Linked DNA regions of Gossypium arboreum: region 1 is linked to region 2. A link is a contact called in public Hi-C data. All regions are on one chromosome and are shown on one strand. Each heading gives the region's core, a stretch centred on a gene start, on an enhancer-like site or on the middle of the called end of the contact. The rest is flanking DNA. Distances are from core to core; before and after follow the strand shown.

What was found. Hi-C and Micro-C count contacts between places; a contact is called where the count stands out from the background.
Region 1: a Hi-C map of leaf shows a contact between it and region 2, with 2.0 times the contacts expected there. The contact joins the promoter of LOC108484043 here to the enhancer-like site in region 2. A contact is called at or near these places in 2 of 5 Hi-C or Micro-C datasets (both in leaf).

What each region holds. Positions count from the first base shown.
Region 1 is chr3:113,806,112-113,811,303 of ASM2569848v2, forward strand. LOC108484043 (cyclin-D3-1-like) reads right to left here and starts at 2,327. Exons shown (of 4, transcript XM_017787659.2): 1 at 1,491-2,327; 2 at 1,211-1,412; 3 at 997-1,127; 4 at 323-911. The coding sequence starts at 1,967. The coding sequence ends at 624.
Region 2 is chr3:113,748,364-113,753,177 of ASM2569848v2, forward strand. No RefSeq gene overlaps it. Among protein-coding and RNA genes, the nearest start is that of LOC128290246, 15 kb to the left of the region's middle. Within about 2 kb of position 1,803, at least 1 of the 2 cell types and tissues checked has an H3K27ac peak or open chromatin away from gene starts, as enhancers often do. A contact at or near this core is called in leaf, where this site is marked.

The DNA.
Region 1 (5,192 bases), core at 1,077-3,576, 58 kb after region 2:
TTGGTGACCACCAGGGGGGGCTAAAATTTTCAAACGAAAAAGGGCTCTTCCAACGAGATCAAACACCCAAAATTATAGTCACGAAATTTACTCTAAACTCACCAGTGGCCGACAACATGTTCCTCTCTTCACATGCAAACAAAAATTCTTCTTCTTATGTGTGTGTACTTTCAATCCTCCCGCTCTTCTATTCCATTCCGCCACTGCGTTTACATTTAAATACACATACCTACAAATATATACATACGTACATACATACATGCATGCATACCCTTCGTATGTATTTCAATCTTGTGTAAGAAATAAAAAACAAGAAGACCCGTTTTCTTTCTTTTCTAAATTATATATATTAAAACGAAGTGCTGAAATTAACATTATGTTCATAGTAGAACAAAAAAAAGCCTAAGCATTAATGCATGGACTCTGCATTTCATATTTGTTTGGTTTTTTTACTTGATTTAATTTCCGGATAAAATGCAAACCATCTCTGATTCTAGATTTCCTCACCAATCGACTCAAGATGCAGAGATGGTAAGCAATTTAACTTTGCATCATGGAAAAAGAACAGCAATATTATTACAAGGACTAATTATTTTTGTAGTCTGATATTGAAAAGAGGGAATTCAGTGAGGAATGGTGAGAAAATCTGAAGGAGCATGGTGGGATAGCCTTTCCAGAAGCTGGTCTTGTTGAGTTCTGGTCTTCTTGGACATAGGCTCAGGTGATGAAGACACTGATGCGGATGATGCCACAGCCCAGGAATCGTTTGAGCTATCGGAACTAAACGAGACATCCATTACCCCATTTGGGCTCCCTGGGATGGAACTAAACCTGCGCTTGTTTGATTGGTTGCCTTCTACTCTTGTTGTTGCCCATTCCATTATCAACTCACCGCATTCATTTACCTTCTCCTGCTTTACAAGTTGAATTGGGAAAATTAGGATCAGGCTGAATTTTGCATAGAGAAATTTTAGAAAAATTGGAGATGGACAATACCTTGTCAATTCCCAGGATGCCTAATATCTGGTTGTAGTATTCTACTCTAAGATTTGGCTCTACACTATCCACAACATGCAGCATTGTAGAAGTGGCCATTACAGAAGGAAGGTAGCACATGAACCTAGAATCTGCCCATGGAATTTAATAAAAGAATTTGAGAATAAAAAGATGAAAATTTAAGGCAACAGATTACAGAGTGCATCCAATTAACCTGAAATGAGAGAGAGCAGAATGCGGTGGCATCTCCTAAGAAATTCCCAGCAGAGATGGTCCTTTAATCCAAGCCTCCTGGTAATGTAATCAAGGAATGAAAATGGGGTGACAGGGTTCATCTTCCATTGAAGGGAAGAGAGCACCAAAATCTCCATTCTTTGGATAGTTTTGGCCTCAAACACATATCTGGTCTCCTCCACCTGAACAGATTAACATCTATGAGACCAAGCAAATGAATAGAATGACAACAAACTTGGCTATTAACCAAACATATGTACTTGTAAATCCAGTAGGAGAGGCACTTGGGTTTCCTCCACTTTGGCTGCAAGAGAAAGACAAGCAACAGCAGCTAGTTGAGTCATCCATGGCTTCTCACTTTGAAACCGGAAGCTAAACAAGAACCTATCGAGATAGTTGACAGCAAGAAGAGCAGTGAGAGCAGAGAAGGAATAGTGAGCACTGACTTTCAACACCCATTCCACAGCTTCACGGCGAGCCCCAGCTAGATTCCCATTGGTTTGAAGACTATCGTACAGTTGATTCCGTTCTTCCTTTGTAAATAAAGAAGAAAGCTCATCATCTTCCCAGAACAAATCTTGTTCTAACAAGATCGGAAAAGGGTTTAATTGATTATCATTATCATTATCATTAATCCCATTATTGAAGCAACGCTCATCTTCATCCTCCTCCCAGTTTTCTTCTGAACAATAAAGAGCATCGAGAACAAATGAAGAGTGTTGATGATTGAAAGCCATTTGTTCCACCAAAAAAGAAAAAACACCGCCACTCCTATTCAGATCTTTGCTTCCATTATAGAACAGAGAAGAAGATGAAGAAGAAGAAGAAAGAGAGGCTAGAAGACAGAGGCAGAGGCATGTCTCTGAGGGGTGAGCAGTAGGCTAAGGACGAGTATTTGTTTTGAGGGATGGGTAGGCTCTAATGGCTGCTCTGCTCAGCATCAAAGGATGGGGGTAGTACTTAGTACAACTTAAGTAGTAGGGAATCGGAGGAAGAAAAGTTTTGTAATTTAACAAGGGAAACTCGACCCAGTCCCAGAGCTGAATCATGGCCCATGCAACGCATTTACCGGACACGTGACATTCTTTACCTTCACTCTCTGCAATTGGACCCCATTCATATTTCACGTTACAAACTTATATCATGATTGTTAATTTTGTTGTGATAAACATTTATAATAATATAGGAAATTAACTTTTTATAATTATTTTTTCTGGAGTTTTAATAATTTATATTTGTAATATGTAAAATAAATAAAGTGAGATAAATAAAAAAGGGTGAAAGGATGCCAATGTACACAATCCACGAGACAAGAAAATAACCTCCGAACTATTAGTTCTTAGATTTTTGCCAACTAGTCTTTAGAATTTAAATAGTTTTTATTAATTTAATTTCTTAAAATAATTTAATATTTCAATCTTAATAACTTAGGTTTGAGCAATTTTCTATAATAAAAAGAAATAGGTGTGATTGATTTTTTTGAATTAAAATATGATGAGTTGGAGTTGATTTTAGGTTTTGGAACTCTCAATGGCTGGGTGAGAATGAAGGTTGTGGGCATTTGCTTTTCTTTTATTTGATTTGAGTGGGGAAGATAGAGGAATATCATTTATGGTAGCTCTGAAAAAAAGGCTGTCAAACTGTTTTGTGTTGCAGGGGAAAATTCATAAAAATTGACAACTGGGTGGGAGGGAAACAAAATTTTATCACAACAAAACAAATGGCCATTTTACTCAAAAAGGCCCTTTAAAAAATATAATTACGGAAATGGGTCGTCTGTTGGATTTTTTATCAGATTAGGCTGTTTTTCACAAAAACGCGTTCACATAAGCGCGATTTCAGAGTACGTGTCAGCAAAACGTTTCCCTAGGGGAGCACTTTGTCCATGTCAGCACAAAACTCGTTTTTAAGGGCGCGCTTTGCTTACATGGACAAAACGCTCCCCTAAGGGTAGTGTTTTGCCTATTTTTTTAGGGTTAGAGTTTTATTATTTAATTGATTTAGGGTTAAGGTTTTTTAGAATTTAGGGTTAGGGTTTTTTTAAGTTAAGGTTTTTTAGGGTTTTAAGGTTTAGGGGTTTTAGGAAAAAAATTAATTGAATTGGGTTATAAATTAACAATTAATTTTAAATACTAAATATTAAATTAGAGTTTAGGGTATTAGGGTTAATTGATTAAATTAGGGATTGATTTAGGGTTTAGGGTTAATCGATACATAATGGTTTAAACATACTATTTTAATATTTTATTTCTTATAATGTTTTAGTAAAAAACCCTTAAATAACTCTTAACGTATAAACAACAACTTGGTAATTCGATTACTTCAGCGTTTAGGTTTTTTTCCCTTATCAATGGCTTAGATCATTTTATTTTTGATCACCGGCTAAGTTTCTTTTACTTTGTAACAAGCTCATTTCTGATTTTTTTAATTATTAATTTCCAATATACATACACGAAAAAAAATTCTCAAAGATAACATGATTGCAACATATATACATACTGGCGCTATGCTAAGTTTAAGGTTTTGAGAAAAATTAATTGAATTAAGATTTAGGGTTCTAAGATTAATTCATTAAATTAACTATTAATTTTAAATACTAAATTAAAGTTTAAGGTATTAGGGTTAATTTATTAAATTAGGGTTTAGTTTTTTAAAATAAATTTGTGTTTAGGGTATTAGAAAAAAACATATAAGAAATATAATTTTTTTTTGTCTTAGGGTTTAAGGTTTAGGGTTTCAGCAAGAATAATTATGAGCAGACGTTTCTGAACAAATAGTGTCGAAAAATGCTTCAAGCAGGATGCACTGTCAGCAAAATTTTTAGAAAAAGCTCTCATATGGACGCTCTTTTGCTACAGCAGTTCGTAGAAAAATAATTCTGAGTAAACATTTCTGAACAAATAATGTCGAAAACGCTTCAAGCAGGATGCACTGTCAGCAAAATTTCTGGAAAAAGCTCCCATGTAAATGCTCTTTTACTACAGTAGTTCGTAGAAAAATAATTCTGAGTAGACGTTTCTGAACAAGTAGTGTAAAAAACGCTTCAAGTAGGATGCACTGTTAGCAAAATTTCAAAAAAAAAGCTCCCACGTGGACGTTCTTTTGCTACAGTAGTTCGTAGAAAAATGAGGCTATAAATGAGCCAAATTTTATTCTCAGGTTGCATAACTTACAACAAAAAAATTAGAGAGGTTAAGAAGAAAAGAAATTGAAGATTAGTGAACGTATTAGTGCTGTTATTTATTATGATAGTGAGGTTTGTAACACCGAGAACGGTGTTTTTTTATCGGAGAACACAACGAGACTGGTTTTTAAGCAGAACATAGATTTGACAGAACTTCGTAAGAGAATTAGGCACAAAATCTTTGGAACGACGCCAGTGAAAGTTTTGTCTATTAAGTATCGATTTTGTGCTTCAGTTGATCCTATGACATATGACTCATTCGACATCAAATTCGCTTGTAGCTTGGAGGTAATGGGCAGACTCATTTCGCTAGTGAATCACCATATCTTGAGTTATATGTACAATTTTCATCGCCAAATGATGCATTTGCAGCTTCAACATTTACTACTGGTCGAGACGAATACACGACCTCTGCCCGACACTCTGTTAGTAGGTGGCAAAACACGAAAGTGTCTGTGTTTAGTAGCAGTATGGAATACCCAACCCCTGCACGACATTCCGTTAGTGGATGAGACATGCACCTCAGTAGGTCGATGTTTAATGCTGGAAATACGTACAGGGGAATGGCATCAACTTCTAGTGGTTGGCAATTCACATCTGATTGGAGACGTTATGAAATGTCCATACGTAGGGATGATGTACTCCCTACGGCGTCCACCGACGAGAGGACCTTCTATGTTGCACATGATGATGGGTCAGATAATGAGTTCGATGCGGATCCACCTTGAGAGGCGGGCCCCGATAGTGCAGAAGTTGCATTATTTTCTGAACCAGAGCC
Region 2 (4,814 bases), core at 553-3,052:
TCCATTATAATACGGTTTGGTTTGGTTCAATTTTTAGTTTACCATATTAATTATTTGTTTTGGATTTTTAGACTTATATTGACAAAATGAACTTTGTCTTATGCCTTTATTTCAATGTTATTTGACAAAATTTCAAAAATTCATAAAAATTTTTAAAAGACAATAAATTTTCAAGAACTTTTAAATCATTTTCACTATTTTAAATATAAAATATTTATATTTATATAATAAAGAATAGAATTCGATTAAACTTCAAGCAATTGTCATTTTTAAATTTATATTTCATAAACCCAAGTAACCTAATTCGGGTTAATTTTCCATTTTTCTTCGGAAAATGATACAACAACTTAAAAATTACTCAAGTAGAGTACTTATTTCCAACTTTGAAATGTCAATTAACATTTGTTCAAAAGAAAAATGCCATTTAACGTCTTTCATAAAGCCTTTGAAACTTCAAAAAAGTTGAATGGATTAACCAATAACCATGGATTAGGGGTAAAGGTGCAACTTATGCTATAGCCCATAGAGCATAGACCCCAAAATTCATTTAGGAGAAAGTAGATGGGGACTTTCGGCTGAAGAGAGAATTTAGAAATGTTAAAGCAAAACTTGGTTTGACTATAATTTCTTTTAGGCCCATCAATTGTTGCAAATGGCTAACATTAACGTGCACCAACTATCACACTATATGTGTAGACCCAAATCTCTTGGACTTGGTTACCCGCCCACACAACTCGCCTAAGTGAGGTTTTTGGAATTTTTCCAATAGTTTATTATAATTTAGTTTGGTTTGATTCTCACTTGTCTCATATTAACCTTTTCTTGTTTTGTATTTTTAATTTTATTTTAGTAAAATGAGTTTTTTTACAGCTTTTGAATTTTATTTGACAAAGTTTTAAAATTATTTTCATAAATATTTTTAAAGAATAATAAATTTTCAAGTAAATAAAAAAATCAATAACTTTTATATGATATATTTTAATATATATATATTAAGTTATTTTCACTATTTTAAACATAAAATATTTATTTTTTATTATCAAAATTATTTGGGTGGTGCTCTGAGATCCTTGGTGTCAGCTTGTAAAATAAATAGTAAATATTTATTAGTACATAAAATGTAATACTTCTTTTAAACGAGAATAACCTAAACTTGTAGACATAATATGCTCACGAGTTCAACTTGAAATATTATACAAAATTTAAAAGGTGAGATGATTGCCAAAATGATCCATACAATCAATTTTAACTCTTCCTAAAGTATTACTTTTTTTTTTTTATAGTGTATACGCGATGGAGGTTTTTTAACTTATGAAATTGTCATTAGTCTCATTTATTTATTTATTTTAATTTTTAATATCAATTATGATAAACTCAAGTGAGAATGAGTAAATGGAAACAGATAGGAGATAGTGAGATACATTGAGATGTTGGGCATTAATGTTATATAAGTTGGATGGATATTTAGAAGTTGTTATCCATTGGTTCAAATGCAACCAAAATAGAATGATGTTCATACCCTTATCATTACATTCAACTCCAACATCAATTCCAGTCTCCTCTGAACATAAGAGATAGGGTAGGGTTGCACACTGTGGGTTTTGCCAAATTAGACCCAGAGATTGGTTGGTTTTTGCCGCCAATATTAAATGACTTGGGTGGCAGTATTGACCCCCTAATGCCCTAAACCAAGAAAAAAAAAATCTACCAATGGTCCTTTCTTTCTGCCCATATAGGGGTAGTTGAGGCCTAAATTTCATTGACATATAGCTTGTATTGGCTTTTAACGGTAATCCCATAAGACTCCACTGCCAACTAGGGTTGAAATTCAGCCTAAATTTTGCAGGTAAGAATAGGACCACTGTACCCCCAACTATGTCACAAACACTTATTGACTGCCATTGGCTTTTCTTTTGATCTTTTCCTCACTGTTTAATACAAACTCTTGATTAGTTTCAAATGCTGTCTAAGCAGCTAGATCAGCATCAAAATGATTTAACATTAAATTTTGGCACCAGTGGTTCATGTGTCCATTTCTTATATTGTCCACATCAGTGTTTGAATCTAGTGACTTTGGCGTGGTTCATTCAATAATTTTTGGCCAAGGCTTTTGAGGTCCCCAAGTTCGACCATTCTTTGAAAACACATTTTCCATCAAAAGATCGAATAAATTTATCCTTGCATTAATACTACTACTACTTACGTACGCATGTTAAAGCATTACAATGAGTTCATGAGCCGTCCACATTAGGAGTTTGATTGTATATAATCGACATAGCACAAATTACAATAGGCAAAGTTAATTGCAAAAAAACAGAGGGCCAAACCTATACTAGATTAGAATTGGCAACGTACATAGATGGCTGCATTAGGCTGCAGGTTTACAGTTTCTTCCGCCGCCCTTCAATAACATCGTATGCGACATATATTATATCATGATAGTAGTGCCAACCATTGAAATGTTTGGGAGAAAGAACAAACTACAAAGGGTAATTAAATGCCAACATTTTGGTTCAAAATTTGTGGGCTGAAACTATAATATTGAAAACAGTTATCCTCGTTTACATGTTCTCCGCCTTAAATTTAATCCAAATTAGGTTGAATTTGTTTTATTGAAAATGACTCTTAGAAAATAATTTATTTTTTTGAAAAAGTTAAATATTTTCTGGTGTTTGGATGAATCTGTATAAAATATTTTTGTTGTTTGGCAGATTTCTTGAAAATATTTCATGAAAGTTGTTTTTAATGAAACAAACATACATTTAAGATTTATAATAAGTAGTGAATTGATTACAAAGTGATATTAAGGTGAAATTAAGGTGAAATTATAGTAAATAATGAATCTTCATGATGTTAAAGATTAAATTGTAAACTTTGTGAAATTTATAATTAAAACAAGAGAAGTGATATGCATGAAAATTTGTTATGTAAAATAAGATATTATAATGAATTATTTGATTAAAGTGTTTATATGGTGAAAAATAAATTACATGGCAATAGGGACTAAATTGAAAAATGTACAAAAATTTAAGTGTGAAACAATTTAATATGTGACTAAAGAAATTATGGTAAAAGTTTAATGAATATGTTATGAGATGATGAAATATGCATAAAGTATTGTAAAAGTGAAATTGTGGAAAAATATGGAATTTTTATGATGACAAGGACTAAATTGTTAAACTTGAGAAAATATGTGGATGAAATAATAGAAATGAAATACAAAGAAATTTGATATATGAAACAAGATATTGAGGCAAATTATGTGATTAAAGTGTAACAAGAAAGAAAATTAATTTAATATGATTAACTAATGAATATTGAATTTTTATGACAAAAGGACTAAATTAAAAGTTATGAAAATTTATAAGAAAATATTTGATAAGTGAAAAATATAGTAGAGAATATAACATCCCGGTACTTTAACCCGATGTTCGTGATAAGTATGATGGTATTACAATAAATGAACTTTATTAATTTAAAAAATGAATTACAAAAAATTTAATAAAACATTCTACAAGAATAAAAAATAAGTTTACGTTGATTGAAAAACTTTTAACATTGATCATCTTATTTTATATTAAACAAACTTCGAAAAATACTAAAATAATTTTTGCAAGAATTTTTACATTGAAACAAGTCGAGTTTTGTTTATCAAACAGAGTCTGACAAACTAAAATAATTAAATGGCAGTGACCGTGCAGGCTTCAGCCCCACAGCCACAAATATACAAGGACTGGAAATGACGATTAATCATTTAGGCAGACGATAGACAGATGGAGGAGAGTGATAAGTCAATGTATATCCTTTGATGAAAAGAATGAAGTTTACAAGGTTAATAAAGCCTGGGTTCTATTAAGGTTTTAAAATTACAACTCATTAATGCTGAACAGGTCGAAAAGGACGAAATTGAGCTTAGAGAAGTTTACTAGATTTTCTCAAATTTTATTTTTTATTTATTTTTAAAAAATATTTTAATCATGAATAATTGGAAGTAAAAGACTTGAAAAACAATATATATAATACAAATAATAAGTAAGACATTACAAATTAATGCATAAATATGCTCGCTAAAGGAGAAAAATAAAATAATACTATCTGCAATAATAGAAGAATTTGGAAACAAGCTAGAGATATATTACTTTTTATCAAATCGTCAAAAATTGCACCATAATCCTCTTAATTAACATCAATCAATCAAAAATTACTACCAAAATCCAAATGAACCCACCACATTAATAGTATACAAGATCTTTCGAATATTACTCTCAATAAATATAGCAACACCCTTTATTTAATAAATACCATATAAATATTAAAATACAACTTAAAACTATAATCATAACTAAAATCACTATTACTTAAAAAAAGTGAAAAAACTATCACAGTTTTCTTTTAAAAATCAAGTGGATAAAAATAAAACCACTACTGGTTTGAGATAAAATAAAATGAACTAAAAATAAAAACTACCGAAAACAGAATTCACTTAAATTAAATTTATTTCATTTTAATATTTATCATGTTGAAATATATGTTGTACATAAATGTAGAATACCGCTATTGAAAGAAGAAAAAGGAAAAGTCAGACTAAGACAATTGTCCATGGAAGGGGAGAAGATGTCCAGTGGGCACCAATTTTCTTCTCTCTTTTTCATTATCACTAAATAATATTTTATCAGTCTTCTTTTTTTAGAAAAAAAAAATCTTTTTCTTTTTGGGTTGAAATACTTTTCTACCACCTACACTGCTAACTACCAAAGGCAAAGAACAAAAGATCAACAAAGACATAACAAAACAAAATAAAAAGATATTGTGCT